Regions from separate parts of the Mus musculus genome. Here region 1 is linked to region 2. The links are chromatin contacts, called in public Hi-C maps. All regions are on one chromosome and are shown on one strand. The core of a region is the stretch at or near the end of the contact, and the rest is flanking DNA. Distances in the headings are between cores, read along the strand shown.

Region 1 (4,267 bases), core at 962-3,461, 71 kb after region 2:
CCACAAACAGCCACATGACCAGAGAAATTTACTTTCTCCCTCTGGGACTGTGTGCAATTGTGCAAGTCTAGCATGAGTACATCACTAAGTGTGAATTATATGGGGACCTGCTGGAAACACACCTGCTCCCAGCTCAGCCGCAGAGACAAAGGCTAAAATGATCTAAGGCAGAGCCTTCGAATCTGAGTGTTATCAAGCCCCAGGTTGAATCTGACTGTATAGAGTAATTCAGGAGAAACAGCACAGATGCTCACACATATCATAATACGCCTTTTCGACTTAATTGGGAGTGCTAGTAAAAGTAACTTTAGGTGTAAAAAGATAAAATTTTGTACAACATTGTGGGGTTTTTTTTTTTTTTTGGTCTTGTTTTAAAACAATATAATATGAAATCACAAGGAGGAAAAACAGGTAATATTTTTGTCTCCCCAAAGCAACCACTTTTACATGTTCGTGACTTATTTAAATAAAGAATATGCATACATGTGCTTACTTTTACCTTTTTCCAATTTTAAAAAGTTTACATGTATGGGTGTTTTGTCTGCGTGTATGTCTGTGTACCATGTATACGGAGTACCCTTAAAGGCCAGAAGAAGGCATTATATCTCCTGGAATTAGAGTTGCGTATGGTTGTGAGCTGCCATGTGGATGCTAGAAATGGAACCTGGGTCTGTAAGACTCTGGTGAGCCTTAGCTTACTGAGGACTCCCTGAGTGTACAACCCAGAGCCGGGAATCAATGCAAAAAGCAAGGGGAATTTATTGTTCTGATATGTTGGGGTCTCCCTGCACATGGAGAGAGAGAGAGAGAGAGAGAGAGAGAGAGAGAGAGAGAGAGAGAGAGAACGACCATGTGCACCCTGTCTGGTGAGCCATTATACAGTTTTCAAGGCAGCAACCATTAGGCACAAGGTAGTTGGCAGAACAGTGTGACTTTTAAACTGATTGGTCTTTAGGGATTGAGGTAGGTGGCCAACAGTCTCGGAACATGTCTACAAGTTCTGGGCCTTCCCTACCCGCAGGTGGCCGGTGGTCAGTCCCTCCTCCCTGTGGTCTGAGGAATGTAATTATGCCCTCCCTTCAGGAGGGGAGAGGAGCCTATGTTCTTTATGACCTTTCTCTTTCAGGAGGGGAGGGGTCCAGTGGAATTTTCTAAAGTTCCTGAGCTGACCTTTTTAGGTCCTCTGGAAGAGCAGCCACTGCTCTTAACCACTGAGCCATCTCCAGCTCTGTATACTTGGTTTTTATGTTTCTCTATATGCAATACAATGAATCTTATCGGGCTATCTAACACCTTTGGAAAACATTTTCCTGGCAGCTACTAGGTTCCAGAGACCCAGATCTGGTTCTGTTCTCAGCACAGCTGTACATCTAGTTTTCTTCTGTGTGTAAACCACACCCTGCTTGCAGACCCACTATTGACAGGTACTTAACGGCTTTTAGGGTTTTAGTACATTACAAAAATAGACCGCAATAATCTTACCTGTTATTACAAATCTAAATAAAACAGCCCAACTGTGTGCATCCTTTTCCAGATGCTTGCATGGGCCTCTACAAGTTTAGCTATGAAGTTACTTCTGAGTAGTTGGGTTTTCAAATGAGGTGTGCATTTGGCATTCCTTAAAGGGAGAGACCTTGATCTATCTTCTTATTACTGCAGATAAGAATATACTCATTCACTGGTCCCATCAGTTGCATCAAAATTGTATTAAATTCTTTTGCTAGAGGAAAAAAAACATGCATTTTTTTCTTTCAAAAAATACTTCTTAGTTTGACACTGTTAATTCTGAAAGGGCTTAAAAGATCTGTTCTTTCACGGCCACCTCTAGAGAGCTATGATCTGTCTCTTGCTCCTCTTTGTCCTAACTCAGTCTTTCCTGAATTCAGGCACCAGAGGCTGGGGGAATTCCTCTTGTCTCTCCACCAGCAGCTCTGAGTCCTTGGGGCCTGGGTAGGATCTTGTATGTTCCTGGCTTATGTTGGGTGCAGGTCTGAAGTCTGACTGTTTGTGGACAGGGGGGACTGGGGAATTGATGAAGTCAAGCTATGGCTCTAGAGATTTCCCCCTCTGACCCCCCTTCCTTGCAGGGATCTTTCTTTTGTTGAGGACCAGGTGCTAAAGTGACATCACTGGAAAAGCCTTCCTGAGCCGCTCCCACAGTCCTCAGTCCTTCAGTGGCACCTAATCCGGTTGAGCTTAGCCCACTGGCCTTGAAAACAAGCTCTAGGAGACAGTAGGGCCCCAAGGCAGACAGTGACAGGGAAGTGGAGGGGCCTTGTTGACATACTCACTGGGCTTAGTGACTGTCACTGAGTGCTTAGTGACAAACAGTAAACAGAGGCAGACTCAGCAGGGCTGGGGCGGCTCCTTCAGGAGAGAGACTTGTGGGCCATTGATCCCTGTGTATATTGCTGAGAAGTCCATCTAAAGTGAAGGCCTAGACCAGCTTGCAGAGACGTCTGGATGCGGCCATTGGCAAAGGACACAGGTACTGCTGGGCATGGCTCTCTTTTTCTCCTGAAAGTCTGGATCAGGGAAAGAGTGAATCTATGGCAGAGGAATGGGGAATTAATAGGATACATCTAGGACCAGCCTGCATGAGTGACTCTGGGGCATTATTCACTCCAGGCCTCTCTGCTAGGGCCTGATGACATAGTATTTGTTTTCTATGCAGAAAGGAAGGACTAACTGAAGTCAGGCTCTTGCTTGTTTGAAACACTGCTTGTTGCTTGGCTTCTGTGCAAATTCAAACAATGTTTTAAATTTCCCAAGACTCTGCTTCCACATCTGTAAAGTGGAGAAAACAGCAGCCACATCATTGTGTGTGCTCTCCCATTAAGTAGTGGCAATTCCAAGAAATGAGTGGTTTGGTTACTGCTTAACAACATATCTCTTACAACATCATGTTCATTGATGTCAATTTGGGTTGGCAGGGGACACAGCAGCAGATCTGAATGACAGTGTGCAGCACTAATCTACCTTAGTTAATCAGAAGTTTCGATACCTTTTTTGGTAATGGATGCTTTTAAAAATCAGCTACCAAAACTCCTGGTATTTTGGGCTGGGGAGATAGATGGCTCATTTAGCTCTGTGCTTGCTATGTAAGCATGAGTCCTGAGTTTGCATTCACTCCACCAATGTAAGAAGCCAAGCGTGATAGCTCATACCTATAATCCCTCCCAGCTACAGCATGAACAGTTGGATTCCTAAGGCTTGCTACCTAGCCAGTGTGACTGAATCAGCAATATCTAGGTTCAGTGAGAGACTCTATGTAAGGCAAAAAGATGGAAAGTAATAGACATCTGACACTGGCCTCTGGCATTTAAATGAACACAGACACATATGCATGACTACACACACACACACACACACACACACACACACACACACACACACACGATCTTTCTGGGGATGTAATGATTACGTCTATTAGTTGAAGCCTCCTTCAGGATCCTAGGGAACTTTCCAAAGGTAAAGCCCAGTAACGGGAAGGTGATGAATTGGGACAGACAGGGAGGGTCATGCAAGTAGAGATGCAAAATAACCTTTCGCTTTGGCTTCAGAGATGTATCTCACCAAGCAGCTAGATACTTTGAAAAGCACATGATAAAAAGAAGACTCTGAAATTCAGTGTAACCCAGGGACTGTGGCCTGAAGTCCCCCTGGTTAGGAAACCTGCGCAGGAGAATTATGAGTTTCATGGCAGTACGGATGGCAGAGTGAGAACCAGTGTCAAAGAAACAAAACAAAGCAAAGAAAAGCCTTGTAACATGGCAGCAACAAAAACAGAGAAGAAAAAAACAAGTCAGGCTGGAAGAGAACAAACTCACTTCCTTCTACCAGCAAGTCCCTGGCAGGGGTGGGGTGGGGGGAGCTGAGAGCCTCTCTCTGAATTCCCCTCAGCTAGACTTCTGAGTCTGCCATGCCATACTCAGCATCCATTACTTTCATTAACTGAAATACTTAGTCTCTCAGGATTTCTCTCCACTAATTATTCTGCTTTCTTTGATTTCTACTGCTGGCTTTGTTCTCCCATAAAAGTAAAGATAATGCACCTCCCTAACAGGTGTGTTATATACCCTGATGGCATATGAACAAAGTGATGCAGACCTTCCTGGAGTGCCCAGGACATCCCTTGCTCTGTTGGTCCCCTCCATCAGCTGTACTTGCAGAAGCCACAGAATGGTTCAGTAGGCTAATGCAGTGTGGCCAGGCTCACTGTCTGCCTGGGAGCATGTGTGAAACAGCTCAGGACACCACCCCCCCC
Region 2 (4,933 bases), core at 1,674-4,173:
TGAGTACACACTGTGCTTTTGTAAGCCATGAATAGCTTGTTAGAAATCATGGACATCTTGGAAGCCTGGAAGCTTGAAGGTAGACTCAGGAGTTTCAAGTAAGTCCAATAATACATAGACTGTCAGCTAACAAATATGCTTTAAAAAGACATACAATCAAAAGCTACCAAGGTTACTGATATAATAAACTGAACCACAAATAACACAACTCAAGTCTGTTGTCAAAATTACTAAGTAACTTACAAAGACAGGATAACAACAAAGAGTGTCCAAAATGTCAACAATAGAACACACTTGTGTCCCTATCTTTCAGGGATAAGAAGCAGGCCAAGAAAGCTGAGCACCCCTTCAGTACACAGCCTTCAATACTCACTTAAGATCTATTTAAGGGAGATAAGAGGAAAGGAAGACTTCCATAGGGAGCAGACAGGTAATGTGGACAACAGCGGGGAAGTTGCACTGTGCAGAAATCAGATCCAGCTCCTCAAGAGGGAACACTCCTACCTCCAGAGGAAGGAACACTTACAATGTCCATCCAGCATAATGTCAAATGCAACTAATAAATCAACATCAGTATTTCTCAATTTCCAATGAGACTGTCTTGACTACCCTGGAACCACCTGACTATTCTATAGAAGGAACTTGAGAGGAGGGAAGACAGAGCCAGTTCCTATGCTTCTGGGCTCAGAAGATCAACATCTGAACCTGGCACAGACACTAAGGTGTATCCACATTAAGGAGGTGTGGGACAGAGAACGGAGGTATGTCAGACAACCACAGGCTATGGAGCCCGGTACTCACCAACACCCATGAGTTTGCCTTCCTCACATTTTCCTGCTCTTCTATAAGGAGGCAGGTTTTTATGGCTAGCTCTGTGGATGCACTGAGTAGAGGTTATGTGTGTCACTTCCAGGCCAGCATGTGAGCCAGGGTATTACCATACAGATCTCTTCTGCTGACTCAGTGGGAACTAGTTAGAGGGAAGTCTCTCTCAGCAAGGGTTTCTAAGTGCCTACAGGGACATCTAACTGTAGTGCCTGGAAGGAATAAAAGTTTAGATTGCTTCTTAAACCAAGTGAGTAATCACAGAATGGCACAGTTAAGGTGAACCGAGGATGGGGGTGCTGTGAGGACTAAATGCAAAACTGACAGCTAGTTATGTCAAAATTTTTGGTAATTGCTTCAGAAAAAGTCAGAAAATATTCGACAGGAACAGCCAGACATTAGTACCCTAAGACAATGGGAAGAGTGACTCAAGGAGTGGCTTCAATAGGCTCTGTGATATCTGCTCAGACCCTGGCTCAGACAATTACTCTTCCATTGCCCAAGAGGGACGGCTGCTGGTGACCTTTAGGAAACTCCTCCAGCAAGGACCTGTTTTCAGTGCAGAGGTTAAATGGGAGCCACCAGCTGAGGCTTTTGAAATAAATGTAGCCAATGTAATTTCTCCCTTTGTCCACTTTTACTTTGTAATAGATACTGATCTTAATGGAACTCTCTAATAAGCTTCTTACATGTATAGCTCCACCCTAGTTTCGCACATTGTCCAGCCTAAGATACAGGTCACCACACCAACAGACCTCTCAGTATATCTACTGCTAGCTCAACTTTATTGCTTTAAGAACATTTCTTCAGCCATACTTTATTTCCTAAAATCTTCTAAATGAGCAAAAGCAGCTAAGAAACAAGAGAGGAAGGAACGCATCTTAACTTTCACTGAGATTAGGAAACTCCTGATACCAAAGTATGATTAAAACCATCTTTACAAACAAACTACAAATGAAATCAGTAATGAATCCAAGGGTAAAAAACTCCAACAGAAATACTAGCATATCAGTTCCAATAATATACTGGAAAGATTATATATACCATGTCCAAATGGGATCTATCCCAGGAATAAAGAGGACGCTAAATATAAAAAAATCTATCAATGCAGTACAACAGTTAAGGGAAGCAACATACACAGTAATTTAAATTGGTGCATAAAACCTCTGGCTAAGTTTAATACTCCTTAATGACAAAAATAAGTAAATAAGGAATAGACGATAAATGGAGAAGAATTCATTCATCTTCTATAGAAAGAGGTCTGGTCTTTGCCCTAAATTACAGGTAATGGCAACACTTGGAATATCCTGTTGACGAACTGTCCCGTTAATGTGGAGGTTTTGACCATGATAACCTAACAAGATAATTTATGATAAGGGCTTTGGCTTGCAACAATCTCAACCTTTAGAGGAAATGGAGATTCAATGTATTAGCATGAATCAGGAATGATTCTTGCCTACTAAGGGAAGTGGTATGTTATAGTGACCAAATAAAATACCTAGAAGAGTCTGGGTGAGCGCCCCTTGCTAGTGACACAGTATTGTCATACTCTATAGCCAACAAAACAACTAAAAACTCTATGCTGGAGCCAGACTTCCATAAAGCCTCTTTCTTTGGCTGGTTCTGACTCTTACCATTCAGTTAGGACCATGGTAGAATTGGCAATTTGTAACCAGATGGTCTAAACTCAGGTAATTCTGGGACCCTTGAGCCTGCATGCGTGTACCTTGCGTTAGGTCTTTGTTACAACAATGAGAAACAGAAAAATACACTGGTGAACGATGAAAAGCTTTCCCTATTACAACAAGCAAGACTCAAATGACTATTTTCACTACTGTTCTCTAAGATTTTACCGTAAGCTCTAGCTAGGGCAGCTGGGAGATGGGGGAAGGTGGCCAAATTGAATAGAAGTAAAACTATGGTGCAAATGACATGATCTTAAAAAAAAAAAAAATCAGTGTTTATGAGCACATAAGCGGAGGTCAGAAAGAACACATGCTGCTCTCTGACAAAGGAAAAACCACATGAAGGAAGCTACAGAGAGTGCTTATGGACCTCACCAAAACCACAAAGTTTCGGATCCTGAGAGCTGTGAGAAAATAACTCCTGCTGTTTCAGCTACCCAACTCATAGCACTACAGACTAACACAGCTTAGGAAATGGGAAGATCTTATGCTTACAAAGCCCTCAAGACAAGTGATAAAACCACCAACCAACTCATTCTTTAGATTTAATGGATTCATTGTCCAAAGTCCGTTGGCTTTTTTTTCCCCTGTAGATGTGAAAAAGCTAATCTCCAAATTCCTATACACTTAAAGCTGTTTTTAAAACTACTAAGAAAGGACACAGGATTCATAGTATCCCATTTCAAAGCAGTACAGAGTTACATGTGTAACTGGTATAGCTGGACAGATGGCTCAGCAGCTAAGCCTTGAAGATGACCTGGGTTTGGCCTCTACCATCCAAATGACAGCTCATTAAATCCTGTAAATCCAGCTCCAGGGGATCCTACCACCTCTGGACTCCATGGGTCCCATACCCACATGATCACACATACACTTAAAAATAATAAACTTCATAAAACTGTGATTCTAATATAGAGACAGACATAGAGTCTAATTATAGAGAACTGGCAGTCAGCTGGATTCCCTAAGGCACCAATACAACCTGAGAGCTTGGGCAACTGGATTTCTAAACATGGGAGAGTGAAGATAAGTCTTGCACTACACCATATACAAAACATAAGTTCAAAATGGACCAAAAATTTACAAAAAGAGGCAATGTTGAATTTTTATGACCTCAATTTGGCAGTAGATTCTTGTGCAAGACACAAGACCACATAAAACAACAAATATTTGATATTTCATAAAAATTAAAACCACTTACATATTAATTAACACATCATTAGCAAAGTGAAAACAATCTACAGATTTTAAATTATGTCTGGTAATGGTTTTGTATATATAGAACTGGAATACACACACACACACACACACACACACACACACAAATCTGTAAATTTAACAAAGACGCAAACAACTTAGAAACAAGGGCTTAAAAAATACACACACACACACACACACACACACACACACACACACAAATCTGTAAATTTAACAAAGACGCAAACAACTTAGAAACAAGGGCTTAAAAAATACATGTTTTTCAATAACATAGAAATGGCCAACAAATGAGGAGATTCTTGACTCCTTTGGTAGCATGAAAAAGAATGGCCCTCATGGGCTCATATGCTTGAATACTGTGCTCCCAGTTGGTAAAACCGTTTGGGAAGAGTGTGTTATTGAAGGTGGCTTTGAGGTTGCAAAAGCTCCCATCAGTCAAGGTAGCTTTCTCTGTGTTGCTGTTAGTAGAGGAAGCTCTGGGCTACTGCTGCCTGCCTGCCTGTTGCCATGCTCCTCACCCTGACAGTTATGGACTTCCCTTTGAAACTGTAAGCCCCCAGTAAACTCTTCTATAACTTGCCTTGGTCATGATGTTTTGTCATGGCAATAGAAAAGTTATTAAAATAACCATTATTAGCCACTAGGAAAATGTGTATCAAAAGCCCAATAAAATACCACTTCATAGCCACTGTGATGACTAAAATAAAGCGGTCAGGTACTAAATACTGGCAATGCTGCAGGAAAACTGTACAATTATATATGGATTCTGGGGATGTAAAATTTGAAAAACAGTTTCATGGTTCCTTAAAACGTGAATACCACATGATTCAGCAATCCTACCCTGAAAGACTAAAGAACAAAGAGCAAATAAATACTTGTACATGAATTTTCATAGCAAGATAGTATTTAACTGAAAGGTAGTAAAACAAAAATTATCTGTAGAATATGATATATGGAATATTATCCATTCATAAAAGTAAATACTAATATATGATACAGCATAGACACCACAAAAACATTACACTAAGTCAAAGGAGCCTGACACAAAGGCCATATAGTATATTATTACATTTATATGAGGTATCTAGGACAGGTAAATCCATTGTCCTGAATTAACAGGCTCTGAGAAGAGAGACAAAATGAAGAGTGACAATTTTAGGGATGTAGTCTTCACTAGAGAAAGGCTGATGAAAGTTTTAGAATTT

Evidence for each region. A called contact is a pair of places that touch in the nucleus more often than the background predicts.
Region 1: a contact with region 2 is called in a Hi-C map of rod photoreceptor, with 2.5 times the contacts expected there. The contact joins two enhancer-like sites. A contact is called at or near these places in 1 of 484 Hi-C or Micro-C datasets (rod photoreceptor) and 3 of 9 other capture datasets (adipose tissue, liver and pancreatic islet).

What each region holds. Positions count from the first base shown.
Region 1 is chr14:33,469,345-33,473,611 of GRCm38.p6, forward strand. No RefSeq gene overlaps it. Among named protein-coding and RNA genes, the nearest start is that of Frmpd2, 12 kb to the right of the region's middle. Within about 2 kb of position 2,212, at least 18 of the 459 cell types and tissues checked have an H3K27ac peak or open chromatin away from gene starts, as enhancers often do. A contact at or near this core is called in rod photoreceptor, where this site is marked.
Region 2 is chr14:33,397,333-33,402,265 of GRCm38.p6, forward strand. The region is part of intron 5 of Mapk8 (mitogen-activated protein kinase 8); the gene reads right to left. Among named protein-coding and RNA genes, the nearest start is that of Mapk8, 47 kb to the right of the region's middle. Within about 2 kb of position 2,924, at least 26 of the 459 cell types and tissues checked have an H3K27ac peak or open chromatin away from gene starts, as enhancers often do. A contact at or near this core is called in rod photoreceptor, where this site is marked.